Linked DNA regions of Gossypium hirsutum: all the other regions are linked to region 3. A link is a contact called in public Hi-C data. All regions are on one chromosome and are shown on one strand. The core of a region is the stretch at or near the end of the contact, and the rest is flanking DNA. Distances in the headings are between cores, read along the strand shown. Region 1 holds the start of LOC107896550 (pentatricopeptide repeat-containing protein At1g79490, mitochondrial). Region 2 has its middle 10 kb from the start of LOC107896553. Region 3 holds the start of LOC107916292 (aminoacyl tRNA synthase complex-interacting multifunctional protein 1).

The links. A called contact is a pair of places that touch in the nucleus more often than the background predicts.
Region 1: a contact with region 3 is called in a Hi-C map of leaf, with 5 times the contacts expected there. The contact joins the promoter of LOC107896550 here to the promoter of LOC107916292 in region 3. A contact is called at or near these places in 15 of 34 Hi-C or Micro-C datasets (anther, callus, fibers and 3 more).
Region 2: a contact with region 3 is called in a Hi-C map of leaf, with 4 times the contacts expected there. The contact joins the enhancer-like site here to the promoter of LOC107916292 in region 3. A contact is called at or near these places in 19 of 34 Hi-C or Micro-C datasets (anther, callus, fibers and 4 more).

Annotation. Positions count from the first base shown.
Region 1 is chrA10:103,921,616-103,925,633 of Gossypium_hirsutum_v2.1, forward strand. LOC107896550 (pentatricopeptide repeat-containing protein At1g79490, mitochondrial) reads right to left here and starts at 1,845. Exons shown (of 1, transcript XM_016821745.2): 1 at 1-1,845. The coding sequence starts at 1,709.
Region 2 is chrA10:103,901,404-103,905,501 of Gossypium_hirsutum_v2.1, forward strand. It overlaps the pseudogene LOC107896552. Among protein-coding and RNA genes, the nearest start is that of LOC107896553, 10 kb to the left of the region's middle. Within about 2 kb of position 2,413, at least 8 of the 9 cell types and tissues checked have an H3K27ac peak or open chromatin away from gene starts, as enhancers often do. A contact at or near this core is called in fibers, hypocotyl and leaf, where this site is marked.
Region 3 is chrA10:104,064,609-104,068,619 of Gossypium_hirsutum_v2.1, forward strand. It overlaps LOC107916292 (aminoacyl tRNA synthase complex-interacting multifunctional protein 1), which reads left to right and starts at 1,649. Exons shown (of 12, transcript XM_016845479.2): 1 at 1,649-1,933; 2 at 2,284-2,382; 3 at 2,611-2,781; 4 at 2,920-2,985; 5 at 3,681-3,746. The coding sequence starts at 1,853.

The DNA of each region.
Region 1 (4,018 bases), core at 595-3,094, 140 kb before region 3:
TAGTTTTCAAGGAGAGGCTTTGCTGAGTCATATAAACCATTCTTCATGCATGATTCAAACAACTGCCTAACTATGAAATTATTTGTTCTAATCCCCGATGAACCCATGAAACTTAACCACCTCAAGGCGAGCGCAATGGAACCATCTTTAACATAAACCATTAGAACATCACTAGCACTAACATCAATAGAATATCCCATGGACTTCATTTCAAGTAAGATTTTTGCTGCGACATCCACAAGTTTCTTATTAGCCAAGAGGGTCAAAAGAGCTGTATACGTGCTCAATCCGGGCCGTAAACCTGCATTTATCATTGAGTTATAGAGCTTCATCGCAGAATCTACCTGTCCAGAGGCTGCATGCATTTCTAAGAGACATGAGTACGTCGATGGAGTGGGCAGAAACCCAGCTTTCTCCATTTCTTTAAATATTGATGTTGCAATATCAAGCTTTCCTGATTTTGCATGGGACTCAATGATCATCGTGTATAAGCCAAAATTCGGCCTAAAACCAGCTGCCTTCATCTCCTCCCAAAGCCGAAGTGCAGTATCTAGCTTCCCAGCCTTTGTGTAGGAGTCGATCAATGAAACAAACATAGTAGCAGATGGCCGAAGCCCAGAGCCCAGCATTTCCATGTAGATTTTCATTGATGTGTCCAGTCTCCCAGCTTTCCCCATTGAATCAACAAGTGATGCAAAGATACTAAAGCCTGGCTGAAACTTCCTTTCTTTCATCTCTTGAAAGAGCTTAGAAGCTGCATCAAGCCGGCCTGATTTTGCCAAGCTAGGTATCATCAACTCATACGTAGACCCATCCAACAAACATCCTGCCGCTTGCATGCTCTCATATATCTCAAATGCCTTGTAAGGCAAACTTTTATTCAAAAATAACATCATAAGGTCGTTGTATGTTTGAGTGTCGATTTTACAACCATAATCCTGAGCCTTCTTGAAACAACAAAACGATACCTCCAATTTCTCAGCTTTAGCCAGAAACTGAATCACCCGATTGTATGCACTAAATAATGAAACCTCGTTACCACTCGACTCTTGGACCAACTCCTCAAACAATGATTGAATCGCATCAAAGTCTCTACTTTGATTTAACCCATCAAACAACATGTCATAACACTCATCACTCGGGGCATACCAAGATTGTCGCTTAGCCCATCTAAACAAACTCAATGATGCATCGCTATCTTTGACAACCTTCAAGGCCTGAGTAATATGAGTCATATTAGGCGTAAACTGTAATTTATCCAATTGGGTCTCTAATTCTGGTCCCCATTTCCACCTCTTAACAACCTCAACAATCTTAGCAACTGCAGAGGCATTCAAAAATGGTTTCTTTAACCCACCCACCATAACATGATCGTCAAGCCCCGGCTCGACTGACCGGATACCTTTACCAGAGTATATAACACTCCCCGACTCATCTAAGTACTCTATATCCTCAGTCCACTCACCAGAACAGTAACTTCTTACAATTCTAGGGTTTCCAATAAAATTGGGGGTTTTATAAAGAGTATGGAAGGGGGAAATTTGATTGATACCCATTGAAGAGTTGAAGAAACTAAAGCTATTGGAGCACTTAGTGAGTGCATTTCTGCTAGAATTCAGGTCCGAAGAACTAGTGCAAGAGTTAGGGTTTAGTTTGAGAATGAAACAGAGATTTCTAGGGAAAAGTTTACGATTCAAGGTATGAAGCATTGAAATAACTAGGAGGAAAATGCTAGGGTTTGGTAGATGTAGAAATACTTACCAGACGATATTCTCTTGTGTTCGTAATCTCTCCAAGGGAGGCCAAAACCTTAAACCCTACTGAATTGGCAATGGAGGAACCTTTACGGTAATTTGACGTGGCAAATAGCCAAATTACTCATTGTTTTTAGGGTAACTTGCATTTTTAGTCACCCAACTGTTATTAAGTTTTTATTTTGTTCACCCAAATATAAAAAGATACAAAAATAGTCACTCAATTATTTGATTTTTTTTTGTCATCAACCGTTAAATGGTTAATGGAAAGATAGCATGACAACTATTAAAATTTGTACAAATATTTACATATTGTTTCAGTTAAGTCTTAATTTTTAAAAATTTAACTCTTAATATTTACATATTCTCTAATTTTATCCTATATTTTATATGAAAATATAATTCAAAACACAATGTGTAAATTAAAAATAAAAACAAAAATATTTTACAAAAAAATCATTTTTTATTAAACTAGACAACTTTCAAATACATTACTTTCTTATACTTTAAATAGTTGATAACTTACTACCTTTCAATGCCAATTAACTATTTTTTTGTTAGCTTTGTAAACTTAAATTTTTTTTAAAGTTGTTAGAATTAAAATTAGGTTAAATTGACAAAGAGTGTACTTTTATTTTCAAGGAATTGAGTTGGCTATCTTATAAAATTTGGGTCATTTTATTTTTTTCTGTTCTTTTTCATTTTTCTTTTAGGCCAAACGTAAGGACGACATTGTAAAGAGATGAGGTGGCAGTACTATTATAGCTCCTATTTACTAACAAAACTTATTGTTTGATGTCAACTCTAGCGATCGATAATGCAAGTTCATTTTCATGGCACTGTTTGAATTTTCGAGTCCCCTAGTCAATCAACTTATCCACTCCTTGAACTTGATTAAACTTTCCTTTCAATAGTGGGTTAAATGTAGGAGGATTAAAGTTGTTATTATGCTAATTTTAAAAACCAACATGTCATTTTTCAATTAACCATTTACAACTAGTGATTAAAAATTCAAATAGTTCGGCCATCGGCTGTTTCACTAAAAACAACTCTCAGAAAATGATTTCTGGAAAGTGAATTGATTTTCTGGAAAAAGAATTATTATTTTCTGGTGTTTAGATGATTCTATATAAAATATTTTCGTTGTTTAATAAATTTTCTTGAAATCATTTTTTAAAAATTATTTTCACTAAAACAGACACAATATTAAATTTTAAAAAAAAATTATATTTTAATCTAGAAAACTAAGTAACATTAATTCAAAAATACTCTTTTCCATAATTAATCTTTTCTAATAGAACTCATACATAGCAAGTATCAGTTTTTAATAGAACCCATACATAGTATAACATGTATTAGTTTTAATAAATATTTAACTGTAACGCCCAAATTTTCGGGAATTCTGTGAATGTTGGCATAGGTTTAATTATGTTAGTGGGCTTCTAGAAGGCCCAAGCTTAAGATAGAATCCGGCAATTTTAGTTAATTTTTGTTCCATAAGAAAAAGGGGGTGAAATTATGAAATAGAACCTATGTGAAAATGTTTGAAAATGCTATAGGCTAAATTGAAGTGGCCAAATAAACAGGAGTGCAAAATAGGAGGATTTGCATGACAAACCTCCCATTTTACATGAAGTGGCCAGCCATCATGTTGTTGTAGACAATATGAGCACTTGATGTCCATAATTCATGGTACAAATTGATAATGGGTTAGGTAAATGTTCCATGATAATGGATTAGGTGAATATTCCATGATAATGGGTTAGGTAAATGTTTCATGATAATGGTTTAGGTAAATGTTCCATGATGGGCATTTCATGTCTTTTGTATTAAAGAATTAAATGGATGAAATATGAAATTTTATTAAAAGAAAAAGGGGTGAAAAGAACAAAGTTTTGTCCATCTTTGTTCATCATAGCCGAAAGTTAGAGAATAGAAAGGAGAGGAGAAAGCTCTTGAATGTTTGGCCACTTGGGGAAGAAAATTGAAGGTAAGTTCATGGTAGTTTGCTTCTATCTTGATGTTCATGAGTTCTTCTTGATTCTACCTTAACTCTTGAAGCATATTTTGGTTTTTAGTTGTGTTGTGAGCATTTAATCATGAATTAAAATGAAGGAAATGGTTGTTGTTTCATGTTCTTTTGATGAAAAATGGAAGATAGGTGAAGTTGAGCCAAACAAATGAGCATGCATGTGCCTTAGATGCTAAGGGGAAAAATCGGCTAACATGTTGTGCTTTAAAATGATGAAATGAAGATTATACTT
Region 2 (4,098 bases), core at 1,163-3,662, 160 kb before region 3:
AAATTATAAAGAAAAGAAAGTTTTTTTTCTTTCTTTTCTCTTCATACGTTGGGTGTATGGGAAAAAGATTATGGCTCTTTGATTATGGCTCTTCATCTTTCTTTCCTTATATACTAAATAAAATAATAATAAAATAATAAAATATCATTTAAAAATCAAATTAAAATATTAATAAACTAATATTTATTTATTTAATTAATCTAAAATATCTTCAACATCATTATTACCTTCTAGATTTCTTTCTCCTTCTAACTGACCATTTTGCCATTAATGATCTTTTAAAATTCCATCATTGAGTCATCATTTATGATAAAATTGTAATTTAGTCCCTCATAATTCTTCATCTATTCAATTTGGTCCTAATTCATCTATTTTCTTTAGTTTCTAGATCATTCCACCCTTAAAATATTTACACTATTAGTCCTTTAAATTTTTCATATTTACATTTTAACTCCCAAATTTTGAGTATTTACTCTTGTGCAACAAAACTTTTCTCACTTTTACGATTTAGTCCTTTCTTGAATTAATATATCATAATATACTCCCCAAAGTTAACATAACTCAAAATTTCCCTTTTTGTCACTTTATTTCCTTATTTTACTATATCAAGGATAATATTTACTGTAAAAATTTTCGAGGTATTACAAGCAATGAATCTTGATTACATATTCAACATAGGCACTAATTTTGCCAATTAACTTTGACAATGGCAATTTAGGAATTTAAATTTGTAAAGTGTTAACGGTTTATGAGATTTTTTTTTTGCAAACTAGAATGATAAAGATGTGAAGTAAATAATGACAGTAAAATGCATTAAACAAAATAGTTTAGTTATAATTATACAATACTTCATATACTCAAAGGACAATCAAAGATTACATTGAAGGTATATGCTATATATAAAAAAAATTTCATTAATTACATTTAAGGTTTTCATGTATCAAATTTTACTCAATATTTATTGACACTAAACTCCATATGATAGCTTGATGGTTAATGATGTTCACCGTTGTAGATGTGATTTAGGTTTGAGTAGCACTAGTCACATTTGTTGTTCAGGTTTTACCTTGTTATTATAATTCACAAATATATAAATATATTGACACTCTTTAAACATTCCTAAATTTTTGTTTGATGAAAAATTCAATGGCTTTCATTTCAGCTTATCAATGCTTAAAATAGCAATGCATAAACATTTGCACTTTTCACGGGGTATCGTGGAGTGCAGAGAAGATTATCAAAGATGCGCATAGTTGGGCTAATCAATACATTTCCGCTCACAAAGAAGGGAGTTTTGTGAGATATAACTCGAAGGAGGAGGCAGTGGCAAGAATAAGGTGGATTTGTATAAGATCTAATGGAGCTGTTAAAATCAACACAGGTTGTGCTACTGCAGGTGGGGTATTGAGAGATCATAATAGCGGATAGATTATTGATTTTAATAGCAAAAATAGGAAATGCTTTATTTTTTAGGTTGAATTGTGGGGTATTCTAGATGATATGACACTGGGACACGGCAAAAAACATGATAGAGTTTTGGTGCATACAAATATTATGGAAGTTATTGGAGTTATCAAGGAATCATTATCGAAATGATCAAATTCTACTTTAATCATGCTTATTATACAACTCTTGCAAAATGAGGAAGATTGGTCAATTAATTTTGTTCCTAGAGAAAAAAACATAGAAGCCGATAGTATCACCAAATTGACCTTTGGTAGAGAAGAAGATTTATAGTTATATGCAATCTCTTCTTTTATTTCTTTCTAGCATTTTGTAAAATTTATTTCTATAAAAAAAATAGGAATGCATCGAAATGGCTTAATAATATAGTTTTAAAAATTAATTACATGACATCGCTACGTGCTTCATCAACTTATTGCTTTGTACATATGATGGGGTGATCAATTTGTGAAGAAATATTTTTGAATGAATTAATTTTCTATTTTATAATGTTTATAATAAATGTGAGTATATGGTAGGGTTAATAATTGCTTGTTTTCATAATATGTGCATATTTACCGAATTTAGAAATGTTAGTAATCTGGTTCCTTTCTTTACAGTGGAAGAAAAACACAGACGGTTATATATACTCCAACTCCAACATATATTCTCTTTTATATTATTATGATTTTTCTTTAATATAAAATTATAAGTGTAATGATTCAATTTTAATAAAACATTTGATTTAATTACATTACACATATTATCATCGAATGGGAATAAAAAATAAAATGACTAATTACTTTTGAAATTAAATATTTATTTAAAATTATTAGTGTTTACCCATTTCAAGTCAAACCCGAATTCAAACAAATCCAACCCTTATAAAATTCCAATCCTAGCCTGCCCGTTTGGCACCTCTACACCACTCCCTACCCCTTACTATTCCACGAAACGAAGTCGTTTAGGTAGATTTTTCATCTGCTTATCCCACAAAAACGATGTCGTTTTCTGTTCTAAGTAGCAACTCAAATGCTCGAACGCATTATTTTTCGTACTACCCGCTATTTGGGGGTAGTTGCCATCATAGCCGCCGCCACCGCCAGCACCACCACGACTACCAGCGGCTTCGGCCATCGTAACTTGCTCTTGAAGGTTCGGTCGGGGTCTCTTATATTTTCTTTAGGATTATGAATGCATTTTACACTTTTCTTCAGGCTCATAGCTAATGCGGGATTCACATGAATCATGATTCAACGGTTTAAACTTCATTTCAATGCTTCTATGTTCTTTGATGAATTTTCTTTCTGAAGGGTGATTGTTCAGGATCTAATTACTTAATTTTTTGCATTTTATTTTGATTATAATGGGGAACGAAGTTAGATTTAGATGAGCTTAATTTTACTGTTTGTCTTCTTATTCACTCATTTTCTACGAAATGTAAGTAATTGATGTCACTTATCTTAAATGGGGAAAGATATACTTTTTTAAGTGGGTATAGAAGTTTGTTTTAATTGGTCTTTCTTATCTTACTTGAACTTACTTGAATTCTTCCATAAATAGCATGAAGAAGCTTTGCTGAGCTTTTGTTGTTAAACTGAGTTTAAATTGTTTCATTAAGGATTGTTCTTTTTTCACTTGCTTGGGTAAACGGAACTATTCTGCAATGGAGGGGGTGGCATTCGCTTCGTTTACAAGCTTCGCAACAAAATCTTTGCTCTTTTCTTCTCTGTCACCATATTCTATCATAACCCATCGCCAAAAGAGTCAGAAAAATACTCTAAAGACAATATCTCCCCGAAACCTTGTTATCCGCGCTTCATCTGCTTCTAGTTCTGGTACTTTTAATAAATCTGGTTCACTTGGTGGAAATAAAAGAATATAACAAATATTGGTTAATTTTATATTATGTTTTTCAAATCATTTTGTTGTCTTTTTTAGGTTCAGTTGTGACGTTGCTTGATTATGGAGCTGGAAATGTTCGGAGCTTAAGGAATGCGATTCGCTACCTTGGGTTCGAGATAGAGGATGTAAGCCGTTTTAGTTTTGAGAAGATGATAATAATTTGTATCATTCTATTTTTAGTCGCTTTTCATAAAAGGATGCATGGAAAGTTATAAATGTATTCTTCCTTTTGAATTATAATGTAGGTGCGAACTCCAAAAGACATTTTGAATGCAGATCGCCTTATCATTCCTGGTGTTGGGGCCTTCGCTTCAGCCATGGATGTATTGGTCAAGACAGGGTATGATTTCTACCGACTTTTTTATGAAAATAATTATTTAGAGCACCTTTCTTTTTCCATTTGAACTTAGAAGTATTAAATGTTCTTCAATGTGCCTAGATGGATTTTGGACTTGGAAGAATTATTATTAGAGAGTTTCTTGCATCACTTTCTTCTTGTTCATATGATCGTGCAATGTATTGAAGCTTAGGACCTTAGGTTTGATTTTTTAATTCTTTTTCTAAATTATTTTAATGTAATTGGAGATAAATAAAATAACTCGTGGATGAAATCTGATTGGATGATCGTTGAGCTTTTGATTTGATTGGCCAAACCATGCATCTTTATCTTGATTGGTCAAATGGCTTGAAAAATCTTCAATTAGTTTATTTAGCAACACTAAATAAAATTTAAATAAAAGTTTGAACAGT
Region 3 (4,011 bases), core at 399-2,898:
TTAATATATTTGTTAAGAATTAACATAAAAATAAAATATTATTTTAATTAAAATAGTAAAATCGGGAGAGTTAATATGTGATGTTTTGAATCTGAATCCCATCATATATATAAATATATTTCTAGATTTTATATAAAAAGATAAGTATGATTATATTAATTAATTTTTTTATTACTTTACTAAAATAACAGCCTTTCGATAATTTTGACAATTCAGTTTGAAACGAGACACCTCTTTTGATGTAGGAAGTAGGTTTCTCTAGTAGCAAATAAAGCCAGATAGTAAAACGACCAGGGGCGAAACCAGGGGGGCAGGCATGGGCCCCGGCCCCCCTAAAATGGAAAATTTCCATTGAGGCCCTTTAGATTTTTTTAAAATTTTAAATTAGTAAAAGTAAAATTACACTTTGGCCCCCCCTAAAATTATAAAAATTTAATTTAATCCTTTAAAAATTATAAATATATAGACTATAAAAAATTAAAATTTCATTCCGCCCCTAAAAAATTATTCTGGCTTCGCCCCTGAAAACGACACACCTCTCTTGCGTGTTTTGTTTTCTACTTTCTTTTGTTGTTGATTTTTATTATAGGGTGAATTAATCTAAAATATAATTTATTTAATTATTTTAATTAAAATAATTGTTCAATCGTTAAAATAATCCATTTTATTAATATAATACATTAATCCATTAAATAACACGTGACATTTTTTTGTTGACTTTTTATATGAACAATTTTATAATTAATCATGGTTTTTTTGTTTGTTTGTTTATCTTACTCTTAACGTTATCGTCATCTGAGGCTCTGCTGAAGGGCCAACATTTCACCACGTCGACGCAAAATAGCAGAGAAACAAAGTCAAATGACAAGAACACACGAAAGGAGAAGAAATATCTTTCTAATAACCATAATATGTATTTACCAAAATTTTAAATTTTTACAACTTCTTTTAAAATATGTATTTACCACATTTTTTTATTTTTAATTTAATAATGACTTAAAAATATTTATTTTTTTAAACCAGTTTTGGATTTTTTGTTTTAATAAAAATTTAAAATAATAATTGGACTCGTATTATGTTAATAATGATAAAAAGTATAACGTATCAATCAAACAAGCAAGACACTTGTCAAAATTATATACTTCTCGTAGTATTGTTTTCTGAATTGCTAGTTTACCTTAGTTTATATAATACTAGCTTTATTATTAGTGTGATGCACCAAAATTTTGTAGCTTTAAAAAATGTGAATATTTAGTAGATTTGTGTTTTTAATTTAAAATTAATATGAAATGAAAAAAAATATGATTAATAGTTGTATATAATTTGGATTGAGATAACACTTCAACTAATACAATTAAATATTTGTTGATAAATATTTAGAAGTTTGAACTATGAGAATTAAGTGAGATGGTAAGAATTTTTATTTTAATCAATGATCGAGCGTTCAATCTCCGTCTTAAGTTTGGAACAGTTTTAAAATTCGTCAACAAATTTAATAAAAAAATTAAGATTAAACTAAATTTTAAAATCTAAAAAAAATTAAATTCCAAATTTTTGAAAACTACACCTCAACTAATCTTAAAGAATGGCCTAGGAATTAGCCGAAACCTTAAAGCAGCCCAACATCTTGAGAACATAAATCATCTGTAAACTAGTTAAGGTTACAAAGTGAGAACTCTGGAGTGAGGTCCAGTCTACCAAGGAACCAGGCTTAGCCCAATCAATATTTTGTCAAGCTTCAATGAACTTCGGCTTTCCTGAAGTGAAAAAGCTCATCAAACCACAAAAACCCTACGTCTGTTTCTTGGTCTAAATAGCTCTTCAAGGGAGAAAAAGAGAAGAAAACCCAGACATGGCAACCAATGGAACCAGTGATATCAAAAGGAAGCAAGAAATAGTATCATCTCTTTGCAAGCACTTCTCTTTGGATCCTGTGAGTACCATTGAAATACCCATCTTTATAATTTACTTCCTTTATCTTGTCTGCATGTCATTTATTTTAATCTGTTTAGCTAAAATCTCTTTCATTTTTACTTGAGGAAGTTTTTCATTTTTTAGTGATTTACTTTTATGTAATGGGTTTTACTTCAATTCAGTTATTATCTCCTTATCAATTAAGTGTAGAAGAAGGGAAACATGCTTAATGTATTTCAATTTGTAATAACCGTGCAATTTGCTAAGTTTTGCTTACATTTGCAATCAATTGAGATGTGCTTTGTTTATCTGGTTCCCTAATTATGTGCCAATATTGATGGCTATATAAATTCCTACTTTATTTTGCAGAAGGCTTTTTCAAGTCAAGTCCCTGGAAATGATATTAAGACCCTTTACATAAACATTTTGAAGTCATCAGGGAAGGAGTCACCGCAAAATAACGATGAGGTAATGTGTAATTAGCCTTTTTCATGAAAGTATTCATCTTTGTGTAATCTAGCTCTTATGTTAGTGTTAGTGAAGTAGAACCTGAGGTCATTTCTCTTTATAAAAGTATATTGGTAAAATTGAGGTGACTGGCATGAATTGGAAAAATGATCTCTTGCATGTTTCTCCACTGTGATTTTCTCTTCCTAAAAAAGTTTACTAGTATGAAAAGTTTGAACTTGACTGTAGGTGATGAAGTGGATAGCTTTTGCAGACAGCTTTCCTGGTGATTCTAAGGCATGCTATGGTGGTTTGAATGAATTAAACACTGACTTGGCTAAAAAATCTGTACTTTTGGGCAATGGATTTACACCCTCAGAAGCCGATGTTATTGTTTTTTCAGTCATACATAGTTCAGTGGTATGTATTGCAGTATATACTTCTCACTTTGTGTTTCAAAGAGAGGGTATCTTGGTGCTAACTGCTAAACTTATGTTGAAGAAAATTAACTGCAATTCCTTTGCGAAAAATTGATAGCCTTTGCTTGTTTGTTGTCAGATTGCCCTTTCAACTCCAGAGAAGGAGAAATTGCCACATGTGATGCGATGGATGGATTATATCCAGGTAGAGACATTTTCTGTTGTTTTGAATTTATAATTTTGTTGGATACCTAATGGATTCTTGTCACAGCTTTTTTCTGGGTATTATTTGGTTTTCCTGCATTTGGTAGCTTTTGTCTAGTGTGTTATTTTGTGGAGACAAGTAGAAAAAGCTATTTGCGGCTTTATGAAGGAATCTGAAATATAGATTTGTCAGTTGAACACAGCCTGGTAGCACATGGGACAATCTCTGCTATTTTTGTTCTTGATGTGTCGTCTATCCTGTAGTTTAGCTTCTGTTTTAACATTTCATCAACAAGATTTTGCCTAGCCGCTGATGCAGATGTCATGTTGACACTCTAGTCTAAGCTTTTGTTTTTATTGTCATGAATTCGTGTCATCCATTTATCCCGACTTTTGCTGGCGTATTTATGAATCAAGTTAGGAAGTGGGGATTGAAACTTGATATTTCCTTTTTGGTGTTAGGTTGTATCTGTTGTTGCCATAGCCTCGAAAACAGCTTTTTGCTTTTCTTTAAAAGTTATCACTTATTGTTCTTCACTTACCTTTTAAAAAAGATTATCAGAACACATACCAGGTTTTCTAAGATGATGATTAAGGCCTCAAAGGAGGAATGCACGGTCTTTTTAGGAACTGTAACACCAATGAATGCCATTTTTTAAATCTTTACTTACAAACCTTTTAAAATCACTTTTGCAGAATAGTGAGGATCTTGGTGCACATTTTGAGAAGATATTGCTGGAGAAGCCTGTTTTTGAGCCTCAGGTAAGTTATCCTTAAATTGTGTGTTTTAGATCTGTGGTCATTGGGGTTCTAATCATGTGATAGGGCACCGTAAATGGTTTTGATGTGTAAAGGAATGGAAATTTTCACTTCAGTTGAAATTTGATGTTTTCTTTGTTCAATAGAGAGGTCTTGGCTCTTGAGTCTTGACATCTTCACTACCCTAAGAGCCATTCCCCTACCACTCAGCTCCTCTCTCTCTCTCTCTTTTTTTTTTTTTTTGGTTGGGGTTGGGGGGGGGGATACT